Linked DNA regions of Sus scrofa: region 2 is linked to region 1. The links are chromatin contacts, called in public Hi-C maps. All regions are on one chromosome and are shown on one strand. The core of a region is the stretch at or near the end of the contact, and the rest is flanking DNA. Distances in the headings are between cores, read along the strand shown. Region 1 overlaps HERC2 (E3 ubiquitin-protein ligase HERC2). Region 2 overlaps HERC2 (E3 ubiquitin-protein ligase HERC2).

Evidence for each region. A called contact is a pair of places that touch in the nucleus more often than the background predicts.
Region 2: a Hi-C map of fetal skeletal muscle shows a contact between it and region 1, with 1.6 times the contacts expected there. The contact joins two enhancer-like sites. A contact is called at or near these places in 2 of 47 Hi-C or Micro-C datasets (epiblast stem cells and fetal skeletal muscle) and 1 of 2 datasets of contacts at active chromatin or transcription factors (alveolar macrophages).

What each region holds. Positions count from the first base shown.
Region 1 is chr15:56,442,014-56,449,572 of Sscrofa11.1, forward strand. The region is part of intron 2 of HERC2 (E3 ubiquitin-protein ligase HERC2); the gene reads left to right. Among named protein-coding and RNA genes, the nearest start is that of HERC2, 7.7 kb to the left of the region's middle. Within about 2 kb of position 4,223, at least 12 of the 83 cell types and tissues checked have an H3K27ac peak or open chromatin away from gene starts, as enhancers often do. A contact at or near this core is called in fetal skeletal muscle, where this site is marked.
Region 2 is chr15:56,558,881-56,566,439 of Sscrofa11.1, forward strand. HERC2 (E3 ubiquitin-protein ligase HERC2) reads left to right here. Exons shown (of 93, transcript XM_021075345.1): 46 at 753-1,020; 47 at 1,171-1,307; 48 at 1,946-2,044; 49 at 3,409-3,577; 50 at 3,672-3,797; 51 at 5,712-5,820; 52 at 5,938-6,077. Among named protein-coding and RNA genes, the nearest start is that of OCA2, 95 kb to the right of the region's middle. Within about 2 kb of position 3,736, at least 3 of the 83 cell types and tissues checked have an H3K27ac peak or open chromatin away from gene starts, as enhancers often do. A contact at or near this core is called in fetal skeletal muscle, where this site is marked.

The DNA of each region.
Region 1 (7,559 bases), core at 2,973-5,472:
ATAAGGCTAAGGGTGCATCTTTGAGCATGGGTCCAAGAATGGCGTTATCCTATTCTCTCTTGCATAAGCTATTCTCAAATGAGTCTCCTACAGTTTCTATTTTTGGGTTCTTTGAAGTGGAACATGAAATTAGATATGTATGAAGCAGTTTTAAAAACTTTTTATTTTGAAGTGTTCCTGCTGTGGCATTGCAGGGAAAGGATCTCGTGTTGCCACAGCTGCAGCATAGGTTGCAGCTGCAGCTTGGATTTGATCCCTGGTCTGTGAATTTCCATATGCTGAAGGCCAAAAAAAATACAAACAAAAAAAAAAAACAAAAACCTTTTTATTTTGAAATAATAATAGACTCATAGGTAGTTGTAAAGAAAGTAGAGGTCACTGTATACTCTTCTCCCAGATTACCCTGGTGGTTACATCTTAAGTAACTATAATACAGTAATAAAACAAGAAATTGACATGGGTACAGTGTGTGCATAGTTCTGTGCCATTTTATCATATTTGCCTGTCTATTTGTATAACCACCACCACAATTAAGACCAAGAAGTGTTCCATTACCACAGAGATCTCCCTGCTGCTGTCCCGCTATAGTCACACTTTCCTCTCTCTACCATGGCAGTCACTAATTTGTTCTCCATCTCTATAACTTCGTTATTTTGAGAACGTCCTATGGTATGTGACCTTTTGAAATTCGCTTTGTTCACTTGGCATAATACCTTTGAAGCCCATCAAAGTTGTTGAGTGTATCAGTAATTCAATTTGGATTTAATTTGTCTTCTAATCATTAATTTGAAATAATGAAACATAAAAGTTAGCTTTTAAAATTAAAGTTGTTAAGTGTATATATTATCACTTTATGCTCGGAAATATCAGTAGATTAAAAAAATAAACATGAACATTTTGGTAAATTCTATTCTTTTTTTCCAGTCGATAAATGATACATAGAAATAAAAGAATTTTGTAAATGCAGGTACCTTGATGCTCATAATGACGTCTGTGATTACTTTCATGTCTGTAGATTAGGTAGCATTGCTCATTTTTTTGCTCATGATTTTGGTTATTTGTGTCTTTATTTTGGATATATCTTGTCAGGTGTTTACGTATTTTGTTAGTCTTTTTTTTTAAAGAACTAACTTTGGTCTTGGAAAAGACTAATAGTAGTTATAAGGGAAATAAAATGAGTTTACCATCCGACTTTGACAACAAGGCCTTAAGTAAAAGAAAACTGAGTAACATATTTAAGGCACCCAGGAAAAGAAAATGTGAGCCAAGGATTTTATGTTCTAGCAAAACTGACTTTTCAGGTAAAAAGGACACAAACTTATCAATGAGCAAGAACTCAGAAAATATTGTTTCCATGAGCCTTTCCTGAGGAATCAAATAGAGAAAGATCTTTAGGTGACTGAATGACTGTAGATTGCCAAGAAGACTAGTGGTGAGCATTAAACCTGTAATTGTGGGTAAAACCCAGAGTAAATGAGTTTTAAAAGGGAGAGCGTGTAACATATCATAGCTGTATGCTTAAATATGGTGTGTTATAATAGAACTTTCTGTAGTGCTAGTCTAGTAATCCTGTGCATTGGAGTTTTCACTTTACGTCTTATATTTTTCATCTCTAGAGATTCCCTTCCAGTCCTTTTTATATCTTCCATTTTACTTGTCATCATGTTCATATTTTCCTCTCTGTGAGTATATGGAGCATATTTCTAATAGAGCTTTTACCAGTGTCGTCTGCCAATTCCTTCATATCTGTCATTTCTGGATTTATTTCAATTAGTTGATTTTGTCATTTCTGTTGATTTATTGCTCTGGTTATGGGTCGTGTTTGCATGCCTGGTAGTTTTTCTAATTGAGTGTTGGACATTATAAATATTACATTATTTTGTGTTGGATCTTATTCTTTTAAAGAACATTAGTTTTGTCGGGCATGCATGTAAGTTCAGTTGGGATCAGTTTGGCCTGATTGATCCTAAAGTTTGTTTGGGCTGATTTAGCAGAGCCTTTAATCTTGGACTAAGATAGCTGCCTTAGTAAGGCTCTGTCCTTCTTAGGATGTGCTCAGAGGTCTGTTCTGGTTGGTGAAAACACAAGCTTTTCCCAGACTGTGAATCACAGAGGTTCTGCCTGCTTCTTTGTAGAGTTTCTTTCCCCAGCCTTGGCAGTGCCCAGATCAGCACTCAGCCAAAGTCTCCTGGGGTCCCCTCTGCCCTTCTCCAGAGATCAGTGTCTCTGCAGCCAACCTTCTTGCCTGTATTCTTGTCATTTTGACTTAATTGTAGCTGATCTTTCTCCTTCATTCAGCAAGACCTCTGGGCTATATTTGGGTTCCCCTTTCCTGTGTTGCAGCCTGGAAACTGCTTGTAGGCGTTAAGCTTGGGCACTTATTGCCCTTGCTTTATCTCTTGCCTGTCTCAGGGATCACAGTTCTGGGCTACCTGCTGTCCAGTGTTTGAAAACAGCTGTTTGATATATTCTTCTGGTTTTCTACTAGAGAAGTAATTCCTAAAGAAGTTAATTCTTCATGGGTGAAGAATCTGCTTTTTAAAATTTGTTTTGTTTTGTTTTTTAAAAATAATTTTTTGGCTGTGATGTGCAGCGGCTTGATGTGGAATTAAACCCAGGCTGCACCAGTGAAAGCACTGAATCCTAACCACTAGACCATCAGGGAACTCACCCAATCTGCTTTTAATCTCATTCATTGAGTTCTTAATTTTAGATAAAGTTTTTTTTTTTTTGGTTTATAATTTCCACATTTTTGTTTGAATGCATTTTATTGAGGTATAATTATATTTAGTAAAAGACATCTATTTTATTTATTTATTTTTGGCTGTACCTGCAGCATGCAGAAGTTCCTAGGCCAGGGATTGAACCTGCGCCACAGCAGTGACCCATGCCACGGCAGTGATAACACTGGCTTCTTAACCCGCTGTGCCACCAGGGAATTCCAAAATGCATCTATTTTAAATGTTTAGTTTGAAGTGATTTGGCAGTTTGCTTAGTACATTTTAAAAATAATTTTCCTTTCTCTGTTGATATTGTTAATCTGAACTGTTAATTGCTTAGACATACCAAACCTTGTGCAATCTCTTTAGATTCCTAGACTGCCTCTTCCTTTCCCTGTGGGTTGAAACACCAGCATGCCTGTGGGCCACCCTTCTACTTCTAGTCTTGGACGTAATGTCAAACAACAGGGCATAGGTTGTGGCTTCCCATCTGCCTGTCATGGAGTTGGAGGTGACATAGTCTCTAAGGTAGGGGAGAGCAGGAGCTCACTTTCATGGGGTGAACATTCACCCCTTGGCAAGGAAAGATAAGGGAACTGGGTATTTTAATTCACCCCTCCCCTTTCCCCGCCTCCTTGGATGGTTCTGTGGTTTCTTCTTGCAAACCTTGGCAAAGAGCCCCTCATGCCTAGACAGCATGCCTGTAGCATACCTTGGAGTGGGGGCCAGTGCAGTAACATGGGAGTCAGCAAACTATTTCTGTAAAGGGCTAGATAGTAAATATTTCTGTGGCCATATGTTCTCTGTAATAGCTACTCACCTCTGCTGTTGTTGTGCGAAAGTGGACACAGACAGTAACGTAAACACAAGTGCGTGTTGGTAGATTCCAGTAAACTTGATGGATATCACAGTTTGAATGTCATAATTTTCATGTGTCACAAAAGATTTTCCTTCTTGATTATTTTTCAACCACTGAAAAATGTAAAAGCCACTCTTAGCTTGGGGGACATATAAAATCAGGCTGTGGGCTAGACTTGGCCCTTGGGCCGGGCCTTAATTTTTTGACCCCTGTCATAATTTGCTGTGTTATGTGCTTCCTGATCCTGCCTCCCCTTCTGCCCTTCCCCTCCCTGCCCTGTGCTGGCATCTGCCGGGGAAAGTGTCAGCACTTTAATCCATTGCTTGGACTTTCCTTTTAGGGCAAAGCATGTCCATTTTTCTTTTCTCTGGCTCCTCTCTTGATCTGTTTTATGTTTTTTTTTTTTTTTTTTTTCATTTTTCAAATATGTGGTCTTGTCTTACCCATTGTGGTTTTTATTCTGAGTTCTAGGTATTATCTGTGAGAAATTGTCGTGATCATTTGAGGCTCTGATAACGATATCATCTAGAGAGGAGGTACCAAACTAGAAGTATTAGTGACCACAGATTACTGCAGGCCAGTAAGGAACTGTCACTGTTCCAAACTGGGCTCCTGCAGGTCTGCTTGCACCTCACCCATCTTTCTGGTGTATGTGGCTCAAAGCATGGCGTGTTTTCCAGGCCTCTCCCCTGTGAGGAGCACAGCTCCACCCTTTCTCAGCAGCTCCACTGAGATCTGCTTGGTATCAGCCCTGCTCATGGAGTAGGCAGGTGCCTTTAGGCAAGCAGCCTTCGGCTCTCTGTGCTGTCCTCCTCTCTGGGTCTCAGGCTTGCTCTTCCTTGCTGCCTCGAAGATTTTAAACAGATGTCTTTTATGTTTCTTTCTGACTTTCCCAGTTGCTCCCAGAAACCTTAAGATTTTTTGGAATTGGTATGTTGTTCTGTGTTCAAAGGGTGCAGAAGGTAATTTTCTGCAAGGCTAAGAAAAAAAAGCCAGATATGTTTACTTTAGTCATATGCAAATATTTGAACAGATTACTTTTCAGGCATATTTTAAAGATAGAAGTAAACCCCATTTTCTAATCTCTAAGTTAATCAAAATGCCATTTATTTCATTTCTTGTATTCTATTTTGGATTATATTGTGTAATTTTACAGTTCTGAAGTAGTCATTTTAATAGACACCTTAAGGACCCTCTTGCCTGATCCTGTTTGATTTTCAGGTGTTGGTAGCATCTGCGATTTCTCCCCTGGGCCTCCTTACTGTGCACGTGGGTGCATGTTGTGTTGGTGAGAAGAGAACAAGCTTGGGAGTTAAGCATCTTCCCAAAAAACTACCTCTGACAGCCTCAATGTTGTGGGCGTTGGTCAAATGATTGAACCTCTGAGTTTTAGTTACTGTTCCTCAAAACTGGGCATGTTGCTACTCCTCTTGTTGGCTTCTTTTCAGGATGAAAATGCCTTTTCCTGCCATGTCATTTTAGAGGTGTGAGGTAAGAATATAAGAGCAAATTGGAAAAGGGTCCTAAGACCAAATAATACTAATTAGAGGTATCTGGATTCCAAATGCAAAAAGTTAAAATTTAAGATCTGTATTGTCACCCATTGGGAACTTTTATGTAAAGTGGCTACAAATAAAGACAAGCTATTTATAGATTGTTGTATGACTACTCTTAACCTGAAAAATTGAATTTTTTTTTTTTGGCTGCTGTGTTCAGTGGCTTGATGTATGTGGCATCTCAGTTCCCAGACCAGGCGTTGAACCCAGGCTCTGCCAGTGAAAGCACTGAATCCTAACCGCTAGACCACCAGGGAACTCCCTGAAGTGATTTTTATTGCTTATTCTCCCAGTGCCATTTTCCTGGCTTCTTTCTCCTTGGGATCCTTTGCTTCCCTTCCAGTGCCTGGGAATGCTCTACCTGGGGCTTCATCTCTGCCTTCCACAGTCTAGCTCTTTCAAGCTCTTGACCAGGGAAGCTTGCTTAGTTGCCTTAGCAATGTTCCTCCTTCCCCTGAATCCTTTTAGATGCCTGAACCGTTGTAGTTTGAATGGTGGTTACTTGCTTTTGGGTCCTCAGTTCCTGGGAGGCCTCTACCATGAATATCCCTCCAGACACCCAGTGTCTACCTTCTACACAGCTTCTGCCCCACCCTTTTCCTTCCCAGCACTACAGAAAGAATGGGTGGGAACGACTGTTCCTGTTTCCACATAAAGTGGGCTTCTTCCTTGGCTTCCTCTTTATAAATGATTCATCCCCAGCCGCTCTTCAGTAATCCTAGTGTGCCATAGGGCCTGAGGATGTTGGTTCACCCTCTGTCCTTGGTTGGTGGCCTCTCCTCCAGGTCTACGGCCTCTTTGCTGCTGACTCCCAGATTTGAACCTCTAGCCCTGAATGAATACTCTGCTAAGATCTGAATTTGTATTTGCAGTAAATGTGTATCTGTGTGAGTGCATATGTGTATATGTGTGTGTGCATGCATGGGGAGAGGATCTCCATGTTTGTGTTTAGTGGTTGGTGCAGATCTCAGTGGTTAAAACTGAGCTAAGTCTCTCATGCTGAGTCTGTTTTCATTTTTCACATTTAATGTCTGATCTGTCCTCTTTGATCTGAAATACTTTACTCTTCTTTCCTTGTTTTGGCTGAGGCTCTCATCCTTTTTTTTTTTTTTGGAGCTCTCAACAGAGATCTCCTAAGTTATTTTCTCTGTTTCTGGTTTCTTCCTTTGTCTCCATCCACTGCCCTGACACTTATTTTTAATTGGAGACTTGATCATTTATTCCCTGGAGCCCCTGGAGGTGGTGTGTAAAGGCTGTAGCATGGCACACATAGGGCTGTTTAGTTGGATGCTATTTGCCTCCCTGCCATTGTGGCTGCCTGGGCCTGGAGGTTTTAGCTGCCCTCCTCTTACCCAGATCAGCAGGTGAACCAGGCCTTTCTCGTCCCGTGTTATTACCTCAGGGGCCCTGAATGTTTGTGGCTCACTTTTTAGGAAGGATTTACTCTTCTCTCTGCTGGTTAATACTTTTTCCGACAGTCCAGTGTTTTGGCAGTTGTCTTGTTAGTGATGGGAACAGATAAAACATGAGTGCTGAAAGAAAGTTACTGCTTCTATGGAAACTAAATTGGATGCCAAATTGGTTTTCTCTGCTGTGTAACAAGTCACTGACCAGAAATTTAGCAGCTCTTTCCCTTTCTGTGGGTCAGGATTCTGGTCATGGCTTAGCTGGGTTTTCTGCTTTGGGACCCACAGGCTACAGTCAGGGTGCTGGCCAGTATGCCTTCTTATCTGGGGTCTCGTTAGGGTCCTTGTTGGCAGAATTCAGTTTGTTGGGGTTGTGAATTGTGGGCTCATAGGAGACAACCCTCTCCATAGACAGCTCCTGGCAGTGGTTGTGGAGAGTGTCTATTCTGGATGGTCTCATCCTCTGAAGGGCTTTCACCTGACAGGACCCTAGAATCATCTTCCTTTTGATTAACTAGAAATCCGCTGATGTGAGGCTTTAATTATATGCAAGAAATTCCTTCAGCTTTTCCACAGAAGGAAACAAAATCTAGTCATGGGTCTGATGTCTCAGCCTATTCACAGCCATACTCAGAGGATTACACAGGGTGCATGGGCACCACTGGGCAAGGATCTTTGAGGGTGTCTTAGATGTGCCTATTACACATTATTTGGATAATAGATGCTAAAAAAACATTGCTGTACACGTTAGGTAAGAGAGTACTGTAAAGGATTGGGGAAAGTCTTGAAAGTCTAGAAGAATTCTGTACTGAGATTACTCACAAAGTGCTCTTCAATTCTTGCTCCACTTAAAAAAACAGACTGGAAAGAGCGGATGTTTTACGGGAGTGGTAAACGCTAGAAGATGATGAAGAGCAAGTTAGTAGACTTGTGAACAAAGAAAAGGCCCTGGCTTTCCTTTAAAAGACGGGCAAACAGATGTGTCTGTTTTAGTGTAAAGTGTCTGATAAGAGGGCTT
Region 2 (7,559 bases), core at 2,486-4,985, 120 kb after region 1:
ACTGGAAATCTCAATAGTGTCTTCTGTTTCTTCCTAATTCCTTCAGTTTTTAAAAAAAGCAAGTCTTGGCACCATGAGAACAACTGAAGAGGAGTGGCCGAGAGTTCCAAGTGGGCGAGGGAAGGGCTCCCTGTACTGGGAGGCAGGCACTGCTCAGCTGCAGACCACAGTGATTTTGCACATAGTCACTGATTCATTGCCAATTTGCTAATTTATTTCCCAATATTCTTTATTTCCCTCTTTTTAAAAAATACAGTATTTAACTTCACAATGGTTCTTCTACCCTCGAATAGGTAGGAGTTGATTTCATGGCATGTGAGAAGGTCCTGTGCCATCTCTGACCTGTCATATGGAGACACGAGAGCAGGAGACTGTGGGCACTGCCTGGTCATGGGGAAGGGTTGTGGGGGGTCCCTTTCTCTCACCCCACTGAGTTCACTCACTCACCTTGTTGCTCATGCAGAGCTCGAGGCCACTGTGAAATTTCTTTAATGGACATTGATAATTGGCTAATTCACTGGGTAGACCAGCTCTGTGTGAGTTATTTGATCATCAGAACTTCCCTCTGCATTAAACTGTAAAAATTGTCTTTGTTGTTTTCGGCATATATTCATTTAAAAGTGCACATGTAGGCCCGGGTTTACTATAGTTCTACACTGCAGTCTATGTAGTAGTAATCCCTAGTTTCCATTTTCCCAGGCTTCTTAGTCCATTGACTTACAAGTCCCCTGGCTCCACTCTCATTTGCCTAGGCTGCTGCATTGGCAGTGTGTCAGTATTTGGCCGTGGAGTCCACTCACCCATCAAGCCCATTGTTTGAAGATTGCAGCTCCAGTGAGGCCACAACACCTGTCCCCATGCAGCATGTTCGTCCCGTCAGAGCAAAGAAGCACAAGCAGCCGCCTGGTCCTGCTCTGCCTATTGTGGTTCAGCTCATGGAAATGGGATTTCCTCGGAGGAACATAGAGTTTGCTCTGAAGTCACTCACTGGCACCTCAGGGAATGCTGCTGGCTTGCCAGGTACTGTGTTGTCCCTGTGGGTATTTTTGATTTAAGGCACCACCCATTTATTTTTAGGCTTCCCTTGAAATGCTCACGTTTGAGGCCGAGGCCCTTTGGGCAGGCAGCACTGTGGTCCTCATTGGTTGTGCTGGATGTGCTTGCTCCTAGGCGTGGAGGCCTTGGTTGGGTGGCTGCTGGACCATGCTGACGTGCAGGTCACAGATCTCTCGGATGCAGACACAGGGTCTGAGGAGTGTTCAGATGAGGAAGTAGTAGAGGATGTGGACGACACGGCCTACGCTATGGTCAGTGCCCCTCTCTTGTCCCTCTGTCCTGAGCTCTGGTTTCCTCCATGCCACTCCATTTGGCCTCTCTGTGGTTCTGCTGGCACATGGCCAAATTACTAAGTACTGCCTGGGTTTTCTGTACCTTAATTACTTTTAGCTTTAAAACAGACCCTTGTTCCAACATCTAATGATGTTGAATAGCTGTTAGAGGAGATCTTGTTTTTAAAAATCATTAGTTGGGAGTTCCCTGGTGGCTCAGTGGGTTAAGGATCCTGCCTTGTCACTGCTGTGGCTCAGGTCACTGCTCTGGCGTAGGTTTGATCCCTGGCCCTGGAACTTCCACATGTCATGGATGCAGCCACCAAAAAAAAAAAAAAGAAAAGAAAAATCAGTATTTATGTAACGCATTGACTTCTGATTTGAGTAAGTTGTTTCAGGGGATTAATTTGAAAATGCCTCAGAAATTTTCTATATTTTCAGCTTTTGAGACTAATTCTGCTTACTATGCCGTTGCTATTATTCTTTTTAAAATGAATTTTATAGTGGAAATATAGTATAATATTTCATACTTTTTTAATATAGATTTCACATATTTATTTCTTCTTAAGTAGGTTTAACTGGTTCACCTTTTAAAAAAATATATTTATCTCTTGTAGTCTACTGGTGCTGTTGTAACAGAGAGCCAGACTTACAAAAAACGAGCTGATTTCTTGAGTAATGATGATTATGCTGTGTACGTGAGGGAGAATATTCAGGTGAGTAATTGCCATAGGCTGGAGCTTTGCTTAGGTTTTCATTCAGAAACTGTTGCATCTCACAAAGTCAGACCTGACAAGGGGGAGGGCATAGCACCCAGCAGGGAGGCCACTGGGGCTAGGGCAGAGGACAGAGGAACAGAAGATCAGCAAGGGGCCAGAGCTAGAGAGCAGAAGGTGGCTTGTTCACAGGGTTGTGGCACACAGAGGTGTTTCCCAGTCACCTCCACTTGGACACTTTTACCATCTCCTTTTGCTTTTTTTTTTTAATTATTATCTCACTGCCATCTGATTTTAAAAATTTAGATATGCTTTTTATGTTTTAATTCTTTTGTTCTAGGTAGTATAGTTCAGAGAAAATCCCAACATAATGACATTACTGATACCTAACATGACCTAACAAGATAAACAAGAATTCCCTGTCATCTCATATCTAATGCTTGCTCAGATTTTCCCAATTTTTTCAAAAATGGCTTCTTACAGTAATTTTGAAGAAGGTGGATACAAACAAGATCTCATACCTTATACTTGGGTGTCTTTTTAACCTAGAATAGTCTCTCTCCTTCCTTTTTTTTCCTTTTCATGCCATTTATTTTGGCTAAAACTACATTGGTCCATGTCGTCCTCCCTCTTCTGCATTTCCTGTAAAGTTGGAGAAATGGAGAAGAATTGGACTCAGGAACTGGACTCATCTTAGGAAGGAGTATATCATGTGGCCCAACATGCAACATCCCTTGTCATCTATTAATTGCCCATCTTGGTGCTTCAGGAGTATTACTGTTATCTTCTAAACCCTTCAAGAACGGTCACACAATTCTGACTTTGTTATTCCTTCCAAATTTATTAGCTGGACTTCTGTTTGTTGAAGAAAACTTTTTTATCAACTCTTGTCACTATAATATATTGTGTATAGGAAAGGCAGAATCAATGGTTGATTTCTGTTCACTTGCATTATCAATTTTCAGAATGGTGAATGGGTGCCCTGGTAGTTATAGAGATGACCAAGAACCTTTGTTTTGCTTATTATCATTATGGTGAATTTGTTGACTGTTATGGATTTGATGTGTTTCAGGTAATTTTGCTCTTGCGTAGTTTGTTCATTTGAGGGAACCCGTTGGTCTTTGCTAGTTCCCTTGCTTAATGACGCAAGTTGATTCAAATTCATCTTGTATATTTTCTGCCTCAGACATTGAGCCAGACAGTTTTCCAAAGAGCTCTGGTTCCATTTAGTGTAAAATGACTTTTGATAGCACACTAGGTGCTAGATGAAATCCTTTGTTAGAAGTAGAATAATGCTACTTAATTAACAATCGATCATTTCATCTGTACACTGAACTAGATTTTTAACTTAATTTTAATTTCAGGTGGGAATGATGGTTAGATGCTGTCGAACATATGAGGAAGTGTGTGAGGGAGATGTGGGCAAAGTAATCAAACTGGATAGAGATGGATTACATGACCTCAATGTGCAGTGTGATTGGCAACAGAAAGGAGGCACTTACTGGGTTAGGTATATTCATGTGGAACTTATAGGTGAGAACATTAAGTTCTTTTGCATTTCTTAATTAGATTCAGAGTTCCCACATATGAATGCTAATTATAGTTCAATTTTTACCGGAATCTTTAGGCTATCCTCCACCAAGTTCTCCTTCTCACATCAAGATTGGTGATAAAGTTCGAGTCAAAGCCTCAGTCACCACACCGAAATACAAATGGGGATCTGTGACTCATCAAAGTGTGGGGGTCGTGAAAGGTACTGTTATCTAGGCAAAAAAATTAATGTAAACTTTCTTTTCTTTCACATTTAAGGGCAAGAAAAACAAGTGTAAAGCAAGCCTTAGGATATATAAATAGTGTTCTTTCGCTAGTCAGTGCCCTCCAGGCCAGGAGCACACCTGTTGTTGAACAGAGTCATGTGTGCTAACTCACTGCAACTTGAGAGGATGCATACCCTGGAAAGGAGATTTCTCTATAAGTGGGTGTAACAAAGAGCAGTAATGTTTGCATTGGGTATTTCAGAGAGGGTTCAAGGAATTGGGATAATTCTAAGAGTGGATATCTTTTGTTTGTTTTTACTCAATGAATTTTATTGCATTTATAGTTGTACTACGATCATCACAACCCAATTTTATAGAATTTCCATCCCAAACCCCCAGAGCATCCCCCCCACCTCCCACCTTGTCTCATTTGGATACCAACATCATATCCTATCACTTACATGAGAGTGGGTACCTTAAAAAATATTGTTTAGAAGGAAGGAATAATGGACTCACATGATGAGGCTATAATTGGCAAGGAGTAGTTTTTCATACCAGCCAGCATGGGTTTGCGGTTTGGATTAGATTGAACATTGACCAGACGTGGTAAAGAGAGGTTTTAGTTTTGCCTCAATCTGTCATAGTCCTAGGGTAGCCTTGTCTCATGTTGGAGTGCTGTAAACTTGGTCTGTCAGTCCTTCTGCCAAATGGCTAGTTCCTTCGATGTTTTTTTTCCTCTCTTTTTTTAATAAGACTTTAGGACTGAATTTAATAAATGGAAATGTGCAAGTGATGAGAGTTAAGAACTGGAAACAAAATGCTCTTTGGTTTATATTTAATGTGATATTCTTGAGATTTCAAATCAAACACATGGCATACTTTAAAAGGTACACTGTAGCCATTTTAACAATAGTGTGAGAGATGATTAAATGTAGGTGTGCTTTTATTTTATCTTTAAACTCTTTCAGTGCCATTTTTGCTTTGTTTTGTCTTCTTTCAGCCACATAGAAAATTCTCTTAGATTAGAAATGGCCGCAATGGTGGTGCTTCCACAGTGGATTGGGGTGTTAGTGTTTTCTTAAGTTACTTAAAAACAAACGGCTTATTAAACATTTTACTTGAGTTTAACAGTTTTCTTAAGAGATTCTTAAAAGCTTTACAATTTAAAACAAAGATAAATTTTTAAAATAATTAACTTGGTTTAGAAGTTAATGTTTTGAGCATCTTTCACCAAAGTGCAAGAGGTGTCGTAACGTTATTAATGTGATTTTTATTCCCTAAGATTTTTTTTTTTTTTTCTTTTTACGGCCACACCTGTGGCATATGGAAGTTCCTGGGCCAGGGGTAGAATCGGAGCTGCAGCTGAGGCCTACCTCCAGCCACAGCAACAACTGGATCTGAGCCGCATCTGTGACCTACACTGAAGCTTGTGGAAACACTCCATCCTTAACCCACTGAGAGAGGCCAGAAATTGAACCCACATCCTCATGAAAACGGTGTCAGGGCCTTAACCTGCTGAGCCACGATGGAAACTTCTCCTTGGAGTTTTTGCTTGGTTTAATTAAAAACAAACAAGGAAACCTTCTTATTGTGGAAATTTTCAAACATCCGCAAAAGAAGAGAATGTGGTATAATGAACTTCTGTGTATCCACCTGGCTTTAACAGCTGTCCACTATTGGCCACAGTTGTTCATTCATGATCCCCTCCCTCCATTACTTTGAAGTTAATCCCTGATTGTCATCATATGTTAGTTCATCTGTATCTTAGTATGTCTCCCTCAAAGAGGAGTACTCTTTATAAAATATAAATGACTGTAATATACTATCACTTGACTAGTTATAGATTTAATTCTAATTTTAGGTTTATACTGGTGACACAGATGTTTCAGACGATTTCTGTTCTGTCCTAGCTTTCAGTGCCAATGGAAAAGATGTTATTGTCGACTTTCCCCAGCAGTCGCACTGGACTGGGCTGTTATCAGAAATGGAGTTGGTACCCAGTGTTCATCCTGGTGTTACGTGAGTTTTTATTTTTATATTGCTAGATTTGTTTGGGAGAAATGGTTTTCTTTGGAAATAAATTTAATAAATGACCATATCTCTTTCTTTTCAACTCAACTGCTGTTTTAAAAATAGGTGCGATGGCTGTCAGATGTTTCCTATCAATGGATCTAGATTCAAATGCAGAAACTGTGATGACTTTGATTTTTGTGAAACATGTTTCAAAACCAGAAAACATAATGCAAGGCATACATTTGGCAGAATAAATGAACCAGGTATAGTAGAATGGTTATTTTCTCTTTCTTCAAACTACTATTAATGAGATAATTATTGTTGAAAAAAATGTACTTAGTTTGCTCTTTAAAGTTCATACTTATGTGGTGAGCAGTGTGCTGGGTGCACAGTGAAACAGGGAAGATGGTCCTAACCAACTGAGGAACTGCAGTTTGTTTTTTCAAGTGATGCGTGGTCACTAGAACTAGAGTGACAGGATTTGTTTGCTGATATTTCCGTAAAGAAGAGCACAAGAATCTTATGAGACTAGTAAATGTTTTGGTGGGTAGGATGTGGAATTGGTTAGATGGAGAGTGAGTCTTTTTGATTGTCTTTTAGTATATATTTTTATCATAGCACAATATGTGTACTTTCAAGTGTACAGTTAAGGGCATATTCTACACTTTCACCACTATGTATTTCTAAAACTTTTTCGCCTACACAGGAGTATACCCATTAAGCAGTAATTCCTCATTCTTCCCTCTTCCAACCCCTGGCATCCTCCAATCCACTTTCCATCTCTGTGAATTTGACAACTCTAGGTACCTCGTATAAGTGGAATCAGACAAAATTTGTGTTTTTCTGTGTCTTACTTATTTCACCTTATGTTTTCAGGGTTCATCCATGTTGTGGCATGTGCAGAACCTCATTTCTTTTTATGGCTGAGTAATGTTCCATTGTATTTCTCTACCACAGCCTGCTTATCCAGCCATCTATTAATGGACTTTTGGGTGGTTTGTACCTTTCAGCTGTTGCAAATGACATTGCTGTGAACATTGGAGTACAAGTCAGTTTGACTTTGTATTTTCAAAATTAGGAGTAGAATAACTGGGTCATTAGGTAGTTCTTTAACTTTCTGAGAAACCACCAACATGTTTTCCATAGAGGCTACACCATTTACATTTTTAGCAGCAGTGTATGAGGGTTCCAGTTTCTTTACATAGTCACCAATATTTGTTATTTTCTTTTATTTTTTTGATCACAGTCATCCTCATGAGTGAGAGGTAGTATATTGTTGTGATTCTTATTTGAGTTTCCCTAATGACAAATGACACCAGGACTCTTTACATGTGTTTTTTGCCATTTGTATATCTTTTTAGGGGGCATGTCAATTCAAATCTTTTGCCCTTTTAAAAACTTTTGATGTTGAGTCATAAGAGTTCTTTATATGTTATGTACGTTAAACTTTTATCAGATAAATGATTTGCAAATATTATCCTATTCCGTGGGTTGTTCTTTCACTCTCGTGATAGGATTCTGTAATGGATAAAAGTTTTAAGTTTTAATGAAATTTAATACATTTATTGTTTCTTTTGTTTCCTGGGCATTTGCTGTCATACTTACTTCTGGGTCAATTTAAGAAATCATCATTAATTCCAAAGTCATGAAGACTAGCTCCTATGTTTCCTTCTAAAAGGTTTATAGTTTTAACTCTTCAGTTTAGATCTTTGAACCATTTTGGGCTAATTTCTGTATGCCATATA